Linked DNA regions of Zea mays: regions 2 and 3 are each linked to region 1. Evidence: chromatin contacts called from public Hi-C data. All regions are on one chromosome and are shown on one strand. Each heading gives the region's core, a stretch centred on a gene start, on an enhancer-like site or on the middle of the called end of the contact. The rest is flanking DNA. Distances are from core to core; before and after follow the strand shown.

What was found. Hi-C and Micro-C count contacts between places; a contact is called where the count stands out from the background.
Region 2: a Hi-C map of leaf shows a contact between it and region 1, with 4 times the contacts expected there. The contact joins the promoter of LOC100278556 here to the promoter of LOC100280293 in region 1. A contact is called at or near these places in 6 of 25 Hi-C or Micro-C datasets (ear, endosperm, leaf and 1 more).
Region 3: a Hi-C map of ear shows a contact between it and region 1, with 3 times the contacts expected there. The contact joins the promoter of LOC100192842 here to the promoter of LOC100280293 in region 1. A contact is called at or near these places in 6 of 25 Hi-C or Micro-C datasets (ear, endosperm, leaf and 1 more).

The regions. Positions count from the first base shown.
Region 1 is chr5:31,274,603-31,278,786 of Zm-B73-REFERENCE-NAM-5.0, forward strand. LOC100280293 reads left to right here and starts at 2,504. Exons shown (of 3, transcript NR_158746.1): 1 at 2,504-2,770; 2 at 2,923-4,184.
Region 2 is chr5:31,498,746-31,502,929 of Zm-B73-REFERENCE-NAM-5.0, forward strand. It overlaps LOC100278556 (Leucine Rich Repeat family protein expressed), which reads right to left and starts at 2,164. Exons shown (of 1, transcript NM_001151794.2): 1 at 490-2,164. The coding sequence starts at 2,110. The coding sequence ends at 659.
Region 3 is chr5:31,420,703-31,424,886 of Zm-B73-REFERENCE-NAM-5.0, forward strand. It overlaps LOC100192842 (Protein NRT1/ PTR FAMILY 5.2), which reads right to left and starts at 1,768. Exons shown (of 3, transcript NM_001138032.1): 1 at 1,581-1,768. The coding sequence starts at 1,710.

The DNA of each region.
Region 1 (4,184 bases), core at 1,254-3,753:
CTGGCGCGCCAACTGTCGGCGTTTCGAGACCGGGGGGTCCCTAAGCCGACGAGTGAATGTCGCCGCGTGCCCCAGCCCAGATGGGTCGACACGAGGCCGAGCGCGAAGGGGGGAAGTGAGGTGGCCGGAGATGGGCGTGAGAGAGGTGGAAATCCCGCGGCCTTTGTGTTCGTCCCGCGCCCAGGTCGGGTGCGCTTGCAGTAGGGGGTTACAAGCGTCCACGCGGGAGAGGGAAGCGAGCGGCCCCAAGAGAGCGCCTGTCCCGTCCTCGTCCCCGCGCGGCCAACCCTCTCTAAGAGGGCCCTGGTCCTTCCTTTTATAGGCATAAGGAGAGGATCCAGGTGTACAATGGGGGTGTAGTAGAGTGCTACGTGTCTAGCGGGGGAGAGCTAGCGCCCTAAGTACATGCCGATGTGGCAGCCGGAGAGATCTTGGCACCCAGCTGGTGTGATATCGTGGCCGTCGGAGGAGCGACGGAGCCTGGCGGAGGGACAGCTGTCGGAGCGGAGTCCTTGCTGACGTCCTCCTGCTTCCGTAAGAGAGCTGAGAGCCGCCGTCGTCACAGAGCTTGCGGGGCGCCATCATTGCCTATTTGGCGGAGCTAGCCAGATGGGACACCGGTCTTGTTCTCTGCGGCCCGAGTCAGCTCGGGGTAGGGTGATGATGGCGCTTCCTGTTGACGTGGCTGGCTTGCGCCCTAGGTTGGGCGACGTGGAGGCTCCTCCGAAGCCGAGGTCGAGTCTGTCTTCCGTGGCCGAGGCCGAGTCCGAGCCCCTGGGTCGGGCGAGGCGGAGGTCGTTCGGTAGAGGCCAGGGCGGAGTCCGAGCCCTGGGGTCGGGCGAAGCGGAGTTCGTCGTCTTCTGGGGCTGAGCCCGAGTCCGAGCCCTGGGGTCGGGCGGAGCGGAGTTCGCCGTCTTCCGGGACCTAGCCCGAGTCCGAGCCCTAGGGTCGGGCGGAGCGGAGTTCGCCGTCTTCCGGGACCTAGCCCGAGTCCGAGCCCTGGGGTCGGGCGGAGCGGAGTTCGCCGTCTTCCGGGACCTAGCCCGAGTCCGAGCCCTGGGGTCGGGCGGAGCGGAGTTCGCCGTCTTCTGGGACTTAGCCCGAGTCCGAGCCCTGGGGTCGGGCGGAGCGGAGTTCGCCGTCTTCCGGGTCCTAGCCCGAGTCCGAGCCCTGGGTCGGGCGGAGCGGAGCTTCCTATGGTGCCTTTGGCAGGGCCTGACTGCCTGTCAGTTTCACTCTGTCAAGTGGCACTGCAGTCGGAGTGGCGCAGGCGGCGCTGTCCTTTTGTCAGGCCGGTCAGTGGAGCGGCGAAGTGACGGCGGTCACTTCGGCTCTGCCGGGGGGCGCGTGTTAGGATAAAGGTGTCAGGCCACCTTTGCGTTAAATGCTCCTGCGATCCGATCGATCGGTGCGGCGATTTAGTCAGGGTTGCTTCTTCGCGAAGGCAGGGCATCGGGCGAGCCGGAGATGTGTCCGCCGTTGGAGGGGGGCCTCGGGCGAGACGGAAATCCTCCGGGGTCGGCTGCTCTTGTCCGAGGCTAGACTCGGGCGAGACATGATCGAGTCGCTCGAATGGACTGATCCCTGACTTAATCGCACCCATCAGGCCTTTGCAACTTTATGCTGATGGGGGTTACCAGCTGAGAATTAGGAGTCTTGAGGGTACCCCTAATTATGGTCCCCGACAGTATTAGCCTTATGATACTTATAACTTAGTTAGAGCAACTCCAATAGTTATGTAAATTTTAGCTCTCTAAATCACATATTTAAGAAGTTGGTAAATAGCTTTTGGAGTAAAAAAATGTGAGTTCTCCAATAGTTCTCTAAATATAGGTTGTAATTTTGTTTTGTATTTATCCACATAAAAAATAAGTCACAAAAACTATATAATGCAGTCAACATTTTTGTTTAGGGAGTTGTTAAATGGTTGCCAAATGTAGAGAGAAAATGCGGTTAGATGATAAGTTGTTAAATTTAGAAAGTTCATTTAGAGAACTGTTGGAGAATAGTTTTCATGTTAACTACCTAAATTATTGATTTAGGAAGTCTTTTAGAGAACCACTGGAGTTGCTCTTATAGTTTTTCAACCTCAATCTTCAATTCTTTTCGACTCTACATCATCTAAAGTCGTTTTAGGTGGCATACCGACCTCAAAACAATCCTACAATCTTTCATCCTTTTCCTAAAGAGTACCTAAAATTATATTCGTCGCAAGCAGGCTTTAGGGAACGTTGGTGCCAAACAACTCTAAAAAGCCTACGCCCCTCCAAAATTCGGAATCTGATCATGTAAAAACTTTTGCAAACTCCGCAACCCGAAGAGCTAGTTTCCAAATCAGCCCCAAAAAGCCCACGAAAACCCTCCAGCCCTCCGTGCTGCGGCTCCTTCCGGTCCCCCACCACGCGCCGGACATGAAATATCCCACTCAAACCAACCTACCGCCCACAGACCCAAATCGGCACCCCGGAAGCCTCAAATCCGCTCTATTCCTCTCTCCCCCTCTCTCCCCCATCGCACCAGCAGGCGAGCGCGAGGCGGAGGAGTAGAGATGGAGTCGGACCAGGGCAAGCTTTTCATCGGCGGCATCTCCTGGGAAACGACGGAGGAGAAGCTGAGCGAGCACTTCTCCGCCTACGGCGAGGTAACGCAGGCCGCCGTCATGCGCGACAAGATCACCGGCCGCCCCCGCGGCTTCGGGTTCGTCGTCTTCGCGGATCCCGCCGCCGTCGACAGAGCGCTGCAGGACCCCCACACCCTCGACGGCCGCACGGTATGGCAACCCCACCTCTTCGCCGACGCGAAACCCTAGGTCGAATATTCGCAAACCAGCGCCGAATATTCGCTTTGGTCGTCTTCTCATCTGCCCCACCGTCCGGGCTTGACCAGGATTTCTCTCGGTTTGCGGTACTTTTATTGCCCCAGGTCGATGTGAAGCGGGCACTCTCGCGGGAGGAGCAGCAGGCCTCCAAGGCCGCGAACCCTAGCGGTGGAAGGAACTCCGGTGGCGGAGGAGGCGGCGGTGGCGGCAGCGATGCAAGTGGTGCTCGGACGAAGAAGATCTTTGTGGGCGGGCTGCCCTCTACTCTGACTGAGGATGGGTTCCGGCAGTACTTCGAGACCTTTGGCATAGTTACTGACGTAGTTGTCATGTATGACCAGAACACACAGCGCCCACGTGGTTTCGGGTTCATCACCTTTGATTCGGAGGACGCGGTTGACCGCGTGCTGCAGAAGACCTTCCATGATCTTGGTGGGAAGCTGGTTGAGGTGAAGCGCGCATTGCCCCGTGAGGCGAATCCTGGCGGCTCTGGTGGTGGTCGTTCTGGGGGAGGTGGGGGTTATCAGAGCAACAATGGCCATAACACCAGCTCTGGTAGCTATGATGGTAGAAGTGATGGTGGCAGGTACGGGCAGACACAACAGGGTAGTGGTGGTGGTGGCTATCCTGGCTACGGTGCAGGAGGCTATGGTGCTGGGGCAGCTGGATATGGATATGGTGCTAACCCTGCAGTTGGATATGGAAATTATGGGGCTGGAGGGTATGGGGGTGTTCCTGCTGCTTATGGTGGACATTATGGAAACCCAGGTGCAGCTGGTTCTGGTTACCAAGGTGGACATCCAGGCTCAAATAGAGGACCTTGGGGCAGTCAAGCTCCATCTGCATATGGAACTGGAGGGTATGGTGGCAGTGCTGGGTATAGTGCTTGGAACAACTCTTCTGGTGGCGGCAATGCTCTGAATAGTCAAGCCCCTGGTGGACCTGCAGGCTATGGAAGCCAGGGCTATGGGTATGGTGGATATGGAGGGGATCCATCATACGCTAGTCACGGAGGATATGGGGCTTATGGAGCACGTATTGATAGTGCTGGCAATCCTGCTACTGGTGGATCATCTGGATACAATGCAGGCTATGGAAGTGGTGGTGCCAACTCTGGCTATTCAAGTGCTTGGAGTGATCCTTCGCAAGGTGGTGGATTTGGCGGTTCGGTCAATGGAGGTGCTGAAGGACAGTCAACTTATGGCACTGGCTATGGCAGTGTGCAGCCCAGGGTTGCTCAGTAAAGAGAGGCATTTTGAGTGTGCGAAATGAACCAGTGCATCTGGGCAGTCTATGTATTGATTTGTCATTCCAGTCTCTCTGGTTGCTCTCAGCATTTTGAAGATTGCCCATTTGCTGCTTAAAT
Region 2 (4,184 bases), core at 914-3,413, 220 kb after region 1:
GTGGAAAGAAGATAGTGGCGCACAGGAATATGACAATGGCGGGCAGAAGTTACCAGATTTCGGTTAATGGTTTGATTTGGGGCTTTATTGTTGGAGTTTACTGTTTTGTGGTGCCCTAAAATTTTCAAAACATTCTCGCTTTTAAAATATAGGGCATTTTATATGGCACATTGTTCAAGGTGCTCTTAGTGTCACTTTACTTTCCATACCATTTTCTGCTGTGCATGATAAGTTCTTAGTTCTCTCTCTGAATCTTTTTGATGATGGAAGTGCAGCTCCCAGCATATATAAGTTTCGGTTTTTTAAGGTGGTGGTTTCCCCTCAATGGGTGACGGGTATACCTATGCCACTTCTTAAAAATAATTTCATATACAAATTCTTTTTATAACAGTAGTAGAAATGAATAAACTACCAAAAAAAACTAAGAACTTCTTAAACATATCATATTCATATCAGAAAGGCACACAAAGAAAGACAGTAGATCTCCTTAAAAATATAATGTTTTTTTTACTGAAATTGCTATACAACAGTTGACTATAATCCTTCTGGCCTCCTCTCAGCATTACAGTACATCTTAAAGCGTACAAAGAAAGACAGCAAATCTCCTGCTGCACTAGGGCAGAGGGGAAAAAAAGAGAAGATATCAGTAGTCCATTCTTCAGCTTGTATCACTTGTAGAAAACATAGGCACAGACGATGGATCGCTCTTCTCTTTCGAAACAAAATGATTGAAAGGCCGCATCTTCTGCATAACTCTGTACTGTACGCGATCAGCAAAGAAGAAAACAGAGCACCTCAACCTCGCAACGGAGAAGAGCATCCCGTACCACAGCCAGAACCCAGAAACGACTCCAGCGATCACACAGTAGTACAGCCATGGGTCCCCGTCCCGGTATCCTCCGACATCTCCTTCATGAACACGTGACGTGTCTTGGCAAGGGTTGAGAGGAGGTCCACAGAGCCCGGGATTGTTGCTGTAGATCGATGGGTCAGTGAGGGTCTGGAGCTGGCTCCCAGTGGGTATCGTGCCCGACAAGTTGTTGCTCGAGAGATTCAGATTGTTGAGGGACAGCATATTGCTCAGCCCTGGAGGAATGGCTCCTGACAGTTCGTTCATCGAGAGGTCAAGTGACTCGAGAACGTTCAAGCTTCCGATGCTGCTAGGAATTCCACACGACAGACGGTTTCTCGACAGGTTCAGAAACCGGAGGCCTTGGAGATTGGTGAGCTCGTCAGGGATGCAATGCGAGAGGGAGTTGCCCGACAGATCGATGCCCGTCATCAGCTCCAGTATCCTCTGGAACGTGAAATCCTGCCCCTTCCAGATGATGTCGATCCGATCCTGGTAGATGGACCCGTCCAGCGATCCTGTGCTGGAGTTGATCTTGGGGTGCTTCATGGAAGCCAGGTCTCCCAGCTCTCTCGGGATCAGCCCCGTCAGTCCGTTGTGGGCCAGGTCCAGCAGCTGGAGCTGCGAGAGCTGCGACAGCTCCGGAGGGATCTGGCCGCTGAAGTTGTTCGAGCTGAGCCTAAGGATCTTCAGCGCCGGAACGAAGGTCCCGATCCAGCGAGGGATGTCGCCGTAGAACCTGTTGTTGCCGATGTCTACGGTGGCCAGCTCCTGGCAACCCCCGACGACGGTCGGGAACTCTCCGGTGAAGCTGTTGCCGGCGAGGTGGAGTGATGCTAGCGAACAGTTGTGGGACGGTGGAGCTTCGGGGATCTTGCCCGAGAAGGAGTTGTTCGACAGGTCCATGAACTGCAGCGCCTGCATCTCCCACAGGCAATCCGGCAGCTCTCCCGTGAGCTTGTTGTTGGACAGGTCCAGTATCTGCAGGAACAGCAGCCTGCAGAAGGCTGCGCCGGACCTGTTGGAGGAGGAGGCGTTGAGGCTGATGTCGTACAGGCGGCGCCGTGCTGGTGCCGCTACCGCCTCGTCGGAGAAGCTCTCGTCGTCGTAGTCTGCCGGTGCCACCAACTCATCGGAGAAGTTGTCGTAGTCGTCGTAGCTGTCAAGGTCCATGCTCGTCACCAGGTGCGCCGAGGAGGATAGTAGGAGGAGGCAGAGGTAAATGAGAAGGATTTGGGAGCCTCTTGCGTGCTCTGCCATGGCTAGGCTAGCTAGCTCTGGGTTTGAGCCTAGCGGTGCGGGGATCTTTTGTTGTTAGTTTTCAGTTCGATCGGCGGCCACTCCCACTTGTGTGATTAAGTAACAAGTGCGACGTGGTTGACGACGACGACCACGGACTCGCGGTCATCGTGGAATCTGGAGCACACATCGTGCATTAGGACTACTAGCGGTGAAATGGCCGGCAGGAACACGGTGGCGACTGAGAGCAACGGTCCGACTGCTAGACAAGAATGAAGTACACGCCAGCACAAATCTGCACGAGAGCATGGGTGATCCCATAGCACAAGACCAGGAAGGAAACGTAAAGCGAGAAGGAAATGGATTTAGGAAGGGGGTTTTGTGAGAAGTACCTAGGGAAAAAAGAGACCTAAAACCAATTCATTTCATATGCACAAATTAGTTTTATTTATAATGGATACCAGTCCAGCTTCACCTCACTCAAAGGATTAGCCAACACACAGGAAGTTTTTATATGGAGTAATCACACGACTAGCCACATATGGAGGGACAAACCTCCTGAAATACACCATAAAAGACCACGGTTTCATAACTAGAAAAAGACACACAATCCATAGACAAAACTACGAAGCAATTTGATTTGTAAACTTCCATCCATGTTGCGCAAAAATCTGTAGAGCAGTGCACTCTAACCGTCGGCAAGCTTCCTTTATTAGGATACCCTCTTCTTGTTTATGAAGATCAGCCCACGTCCTAAACCAATGTGTCGCCCCAAAGAGTACCTTCAAGTAGGTTAACATGGGTTTTTTTGTCAAAAACTAAATCATTCCTAATTATTCAAATAGCCGCAACACCTGAAATAATCAAGTGTTTAGTTTTCGAAGGCATCCGAAAACGCCAATTCCCAAAAGCGTGTCTAACTGATCTTGGTAAAACAAGTGTTGAATTGATTCATCCGAGTGACAAAAGGCACACTTTCTATCTCCATGTCAGTTACGCCTCAGAAGATTATTTTTGTTAAAACCACCCCTCTAATTAAATACCACATAAAGATCTTTATCTTCAGTGGTACCTTCAAAGACCATCAAGTCTTATTATAAGTCACATGATTATTGTTAAGGAGTGCTCTATACATTGATCTGACAGAGAAATGACCCGTCACAGATAAATCCCATTTGAACATGTCATTCTCCCCACATAGCTCAACCTGAGCTACTATGAGAACCAACAGGTGTCATAACCTCAGGTTTTCACCCACCAACGCTCTCTGAAAAGAAACATTAAGCGGAACCGTTTCGAAAACCGACGCTACTGTAGCACCCTTTTGCGCACTATATTATACAACGATGGATATTGGGTCATTAGCCAACCAGCTGTCCTCCCAAAACCTAATCTGAGTCCCTTTTTCAAGATAAAAGAATCTAAATTTATGAAGGTGTCCTCACTTTCATCAAACCTGCCCAGAAATGGGAGTCACCTGGTTTCGAGGTTACTTTTGTGAGCGTGTATCTACCTAGGGTTTTTTTTCTGAGCAAAGTTTGCCACAAACCATCCTCATTCAACAATTTAAACAACCATTTACTTAGCAGACACTTATTTTGGACGTCTATATTCTGAATACCCAAACCCCCTACTTCATTTGGCTGGCAAAGAATTTCCCATTTAGCAAGCCTATATTTCTTTTTGTGATCACTACCTTGCCAAAAGAACCATGATCTAAAGTAGTATATTTTTTCTAGGACCCCCCCTAAGACCTCGAAAAAAGACAACATGAACATTACCAAACTGGTTAGAACAGAATTTATCAGAACTAGACGACCTCCAACTGACATCTGTTTCCCTTTCCAGCTACTTAATTTCCTTTCAATTTTGTCTTCCACTACTTTCTAGTGGATATTACTTAATTTCCTGAAATGCATTGGGATTCCAAGATTGAAAGGGTATACCCCTTTGTTGCAACCAAATAGGCAAAGATAACGGTCTTCCTCATTCTCTGTCTGGCCAAAACAAAACAACACACTCTTATGATAATTAATCTTTAAACCCGACACTAGTTCAAAGGCTAACAACAAAATTTTAAGTTAGATGCCTTGGC
Region 3 (4,184 bases), core at 518-3,017, 150 kb after region 1:
GAACCAGGAGCCCAACTTGACGAGACAGACACATCCGAAAGGGACGGCATGCCAAAGCAAAAGAGACTGCATACTACTCTCTAAATCCGACGACAAAATCTCTGAACAAGTTGGCCGAAATCTCTGAACAAGTTGGCCGTGTGTGGCCCAGCCTTACAATTGTTAAAAGATAAACTGCATCTGCATGTATGTATGTAAATGGCAAGCTACCCTATGACAGAGGCACACGCGACATCCATGATCCATACGTACGTCTGAGATAATCTGAAACGGACAAACAGAACACGGCGCGTGCCCTTCGTTGTCACGAGGGAGCACAACACCGAGCCGAAATCTGGGTGGAAGCTAGCGTGCGAAAGCCTCGATCGGTACAAGTCTAATAGTTCCAAACGCTTGGTGGCAGGGGCAAGCATCCCCCAAATTTCTTCCCCAGCACTAGCAGTTACCTGTGCTTTTCGTCAGCAACAGCATGGTTAAGAACCAGCCTGGCCTTAGGTGGGAGGGTGGGAGTTTACTGGTGTTTGTTTGCTTCCCCAGTTCCAAAAACAAGGGCGTCGTTTTCTTTTTTCTTTCCTCGTGCGTGGACACAACTTTTAGACTATCTCTAACAGACTTCTCATCCCATTCTCAATCTTACTTTTTATTTCAAACTTTACTCTACAAACATTACAGTTTATAATGAAAGACATTACTTTGTACATCCATTTACACGGCCTGCTGAAGATAGCTTTGTGGGGGGCAAGCTGCTAGCAAGCGTACTTTGAGAATCCCTTGGTTCTCACTATCTTCAGCAGCTTTTCTTTATATATCCCTTTTTCATTGTCCCCACTAAAAAAATATTATCTCCTGTATTTGTTATTTACCTCTTTGGGGCGTACTCTATATCTCATTTCTTTATACATAAATATTTATATTAAAGATATATTTCGCTCAAGATGCATCTAGCGTCCCCAAAAAGAATGCTATACTATTAGTACTATAGTAGCACTAGTAGTACGCATTGCCTCAGCTCAGCTTGCACGGAGACAGACAGACAGACAGACACTCCCAGTGTCCCAGCGCGCATAGGCCTTCTGTGATGCTACTCTGGCTCAGCATCCTCCGTCCATCATCCATGGAGAAACAGCTCTCATGCTCACGTACATGGCGTGTCTCGCGCTTGGGCGCGGCCGCTCGACGGAGGTCGACTGGTACTACCGCAGAGAATGCGGCCGGGGTGACGGTCCGATGGGCAGCACAGCAGCTAGCGCTCTGGATCCAAAGCCAACCACATGGCTGACTGTGATTGGCAGGCTTCAGCCTGACTGCCTGCCTACCGCCATGGATCCTGTTCCTACAAAGTACAAACCCGTCTGGGGCCTCCAGAGCTACTAATTAATCTGCAAGCTAGCAGCTTGTGCTACTGCTATCTATCTACGGCATCATGTTAGCCTGTCTAGTGCGTGTTTACGTACCCCAGACACCCAGCCCGGCCGGTTTGATTAGTGGAAAATAAAACAGAGTCTGCTGCCTACAACTACAACGACGAAGCCGATAATCCGGCCGGTAGTATGATTTCCCGTACGTACGTACGTACGTACCTACAACGAAGCCGCATGCTTTCCACCCTCCCCGCTTGGACCGGAGCACCGGGTTCCCGTGGAGGTCCACCGTGCCGTCCTGCGTGTACTCATCGTCGTCGCCAGCGCCCGCCTCCAGCCTCTCCGCCATGGGGTGACCTGACCTCTCTCTCTCTCTCTCTCTCTCTCTCTCTCTCTCTCTCCAGCAGCTCCAGGCCGCTGATCTAGCTCGTGTGCCAGCTCTAGCAGCTGGTGGGCGCGCTTTATATAAGCCCCGGTCCTCCACGGGCCGGGTCAACGTGGGACTGAAACTGTGTGTAGGACTAGGAGAGCTGCTTTTCAGTTTCCATTCAGGTTTGGAACTCTTCACTTCGGATAAGCTACACTCCATCGACCATTCATTCATTCATTCATGCATGGGTTAACAAAGCTTATTAATTAGTTCCTCTGTTCTAAGAGCAAGTACAATAATGAGCTCTAAACCTACTTACATGACATTTTTTTCTTTTTCTTACGTGGAAGAGAGACATCAAAAGGTAGAGGGAGTTGGCTCTAATGTAAGAGCTAGGTGATACATGAGCTTTAAGATAAAAGGATGAAAAAGAAAGTGACAAGGGATTCATCTAAGAGCCAAGCTTAGAATCAATTTTATTATATGAGTGTGATTATTATTGACAATAAATGACATGGTAAAAAAGTTAGAGCCAACAACAAGCTCTATTATTAAACTTACTCTAAGGATATAAGGGCATGTACAGTGGAGAGACACCAAAACGGTTCTCCAAGCACAGGAGAGAACTAAGAGACTCTATTGTACAATGGAGTGTCTCTAAACGTAGTCTGTTAATAAATACAGAATTAAATGTATTTGTATAGCATCAGATCGATAGAACAGACGACAAATTCGTACAGTGGGAAGTGAGGCGTCTGTTGTTACTTGGTTTACGAGCCAGATGCGTCTCTTCACGGAGAGACGGCTCTAAGATTTTTTTGCAAATAACCCCCTAAAACACCTTAAGAGCCCCCACATTAAACACCACTGTACATGCCCTAAAGGATAGTAACTTAGAAGTTGAAAGATTGATTCAATAATGCATCAATTAATGCAACGGAAACTGTGCTAGTCTAGTATTAGTACGTCCGTTTCAAACAAGGCCCCTGGGTTCAACTCCGGGCCTCTCCGGCCGACCAGCTCCCAGATGGCATGTGTGGCGGCGAGCGCAGGGCATATCACCGGTCGCGAGCAGGCACGCGTAGCGGCGTAGGTATCTCGTGTGTCGATTGCTGCGGCCCTAGGCTAGTAGTAGGCTAGCCCCCGATCGAGTGTGTCCACGCGCAACGGACAAAGATGAGTAGTACTACGTCGTCGCCTCGCCAGGATCCGGCGGCAAGCAGAAAAACCAGCTCCAGTAGCTGGGGGCGGGGTATCCATCGATCGGACGAGTCAACAAGACAAGTAGCCATGCCCCATGCAGTAGGCTCACTTGCCCAGACATCCTGGCCTAGTCCGGATTGGCTTGAGATGAATGAAGACTTCTCAGCGCACGAGCTAGATTGGCTGATTGAGATGCAGACGAAGAATCCGACCCACCCACCACCCAACTGGAACGGGCGGGCGGCGGCTTGTTGGGCGTAATTTATACACGGCTTCGATCCCACCTGTCGGAGATCACGAGGAGGATCTCCCATTCCCATGCATGCGTCGACCCGTTCCACGGCAGAGAGAGGCAATACTATATATATAATATAACGACCATAGGTAGAATCTTCGAAGAATTTGTTTTCTTTCCGGAAGAACTTAGAGGGTATTTGATTCTCCTCACTAAAATATAGTCTAACCGACTATATGATGTTTGAAAATAAATTACAAATATTAAATACAGTCCAATTACAAAAGCAAATCTCTACTGCTATTAAGACACGAAGTGAGATGCCCACACAGATGAGGCCGTGCCCCCGCCCCTGTCCTCACTGGACCCCTCCCCGACTGCCTATGCATGTCGTGCCATACACCCAGGCGCACGCGAGTCCGCCGACGCGAGCTCGGTGGGCCCGCAATGCACGGCGGCGGCTCCAGCGACGCGAACCGGAACCGGCCTAATCATGCACCTTGCCTAGTCGCTTTGATATCGCAATCTAGACCTGAAACCTTGAAAACTTCTACTCATGGTGATATTTATCAATAGGTTTTCGCCTCAGGGCATGTGGATCTGTTAGTTCACCTGCTGCAAGCAAGTATAGCTACAAGGTTCACCCGGGGTGCAGAGGTATGGGTAGTTGATTTGTTGGGAGATTCTTGTCCCCGTCGAGGTCTCCCCTGTAGTTTAGCACAATATGGTTCAAATCCTGCATAGGGGCGAGTATCACATCAAGCTGTGGTCCCATATGTTGTAGTTTGATTGATCTAGGTTACATGTTAGTACAAGTAAATGTCTTTTTCCATGAATTAGTTGCAAAATATTGCACATGTAAACGACTTGCTACAATAATGGATTAGTTGCCAGACTTCATTGTACAATATAAAATAGTGAATACAACTTTGTCCTTCTTAATTAGTTCTCTTCCTGCACACCTTTTTTTGAGACATTTTTGTATCTCGATGGAGATGGAGTATGGACTGAACAA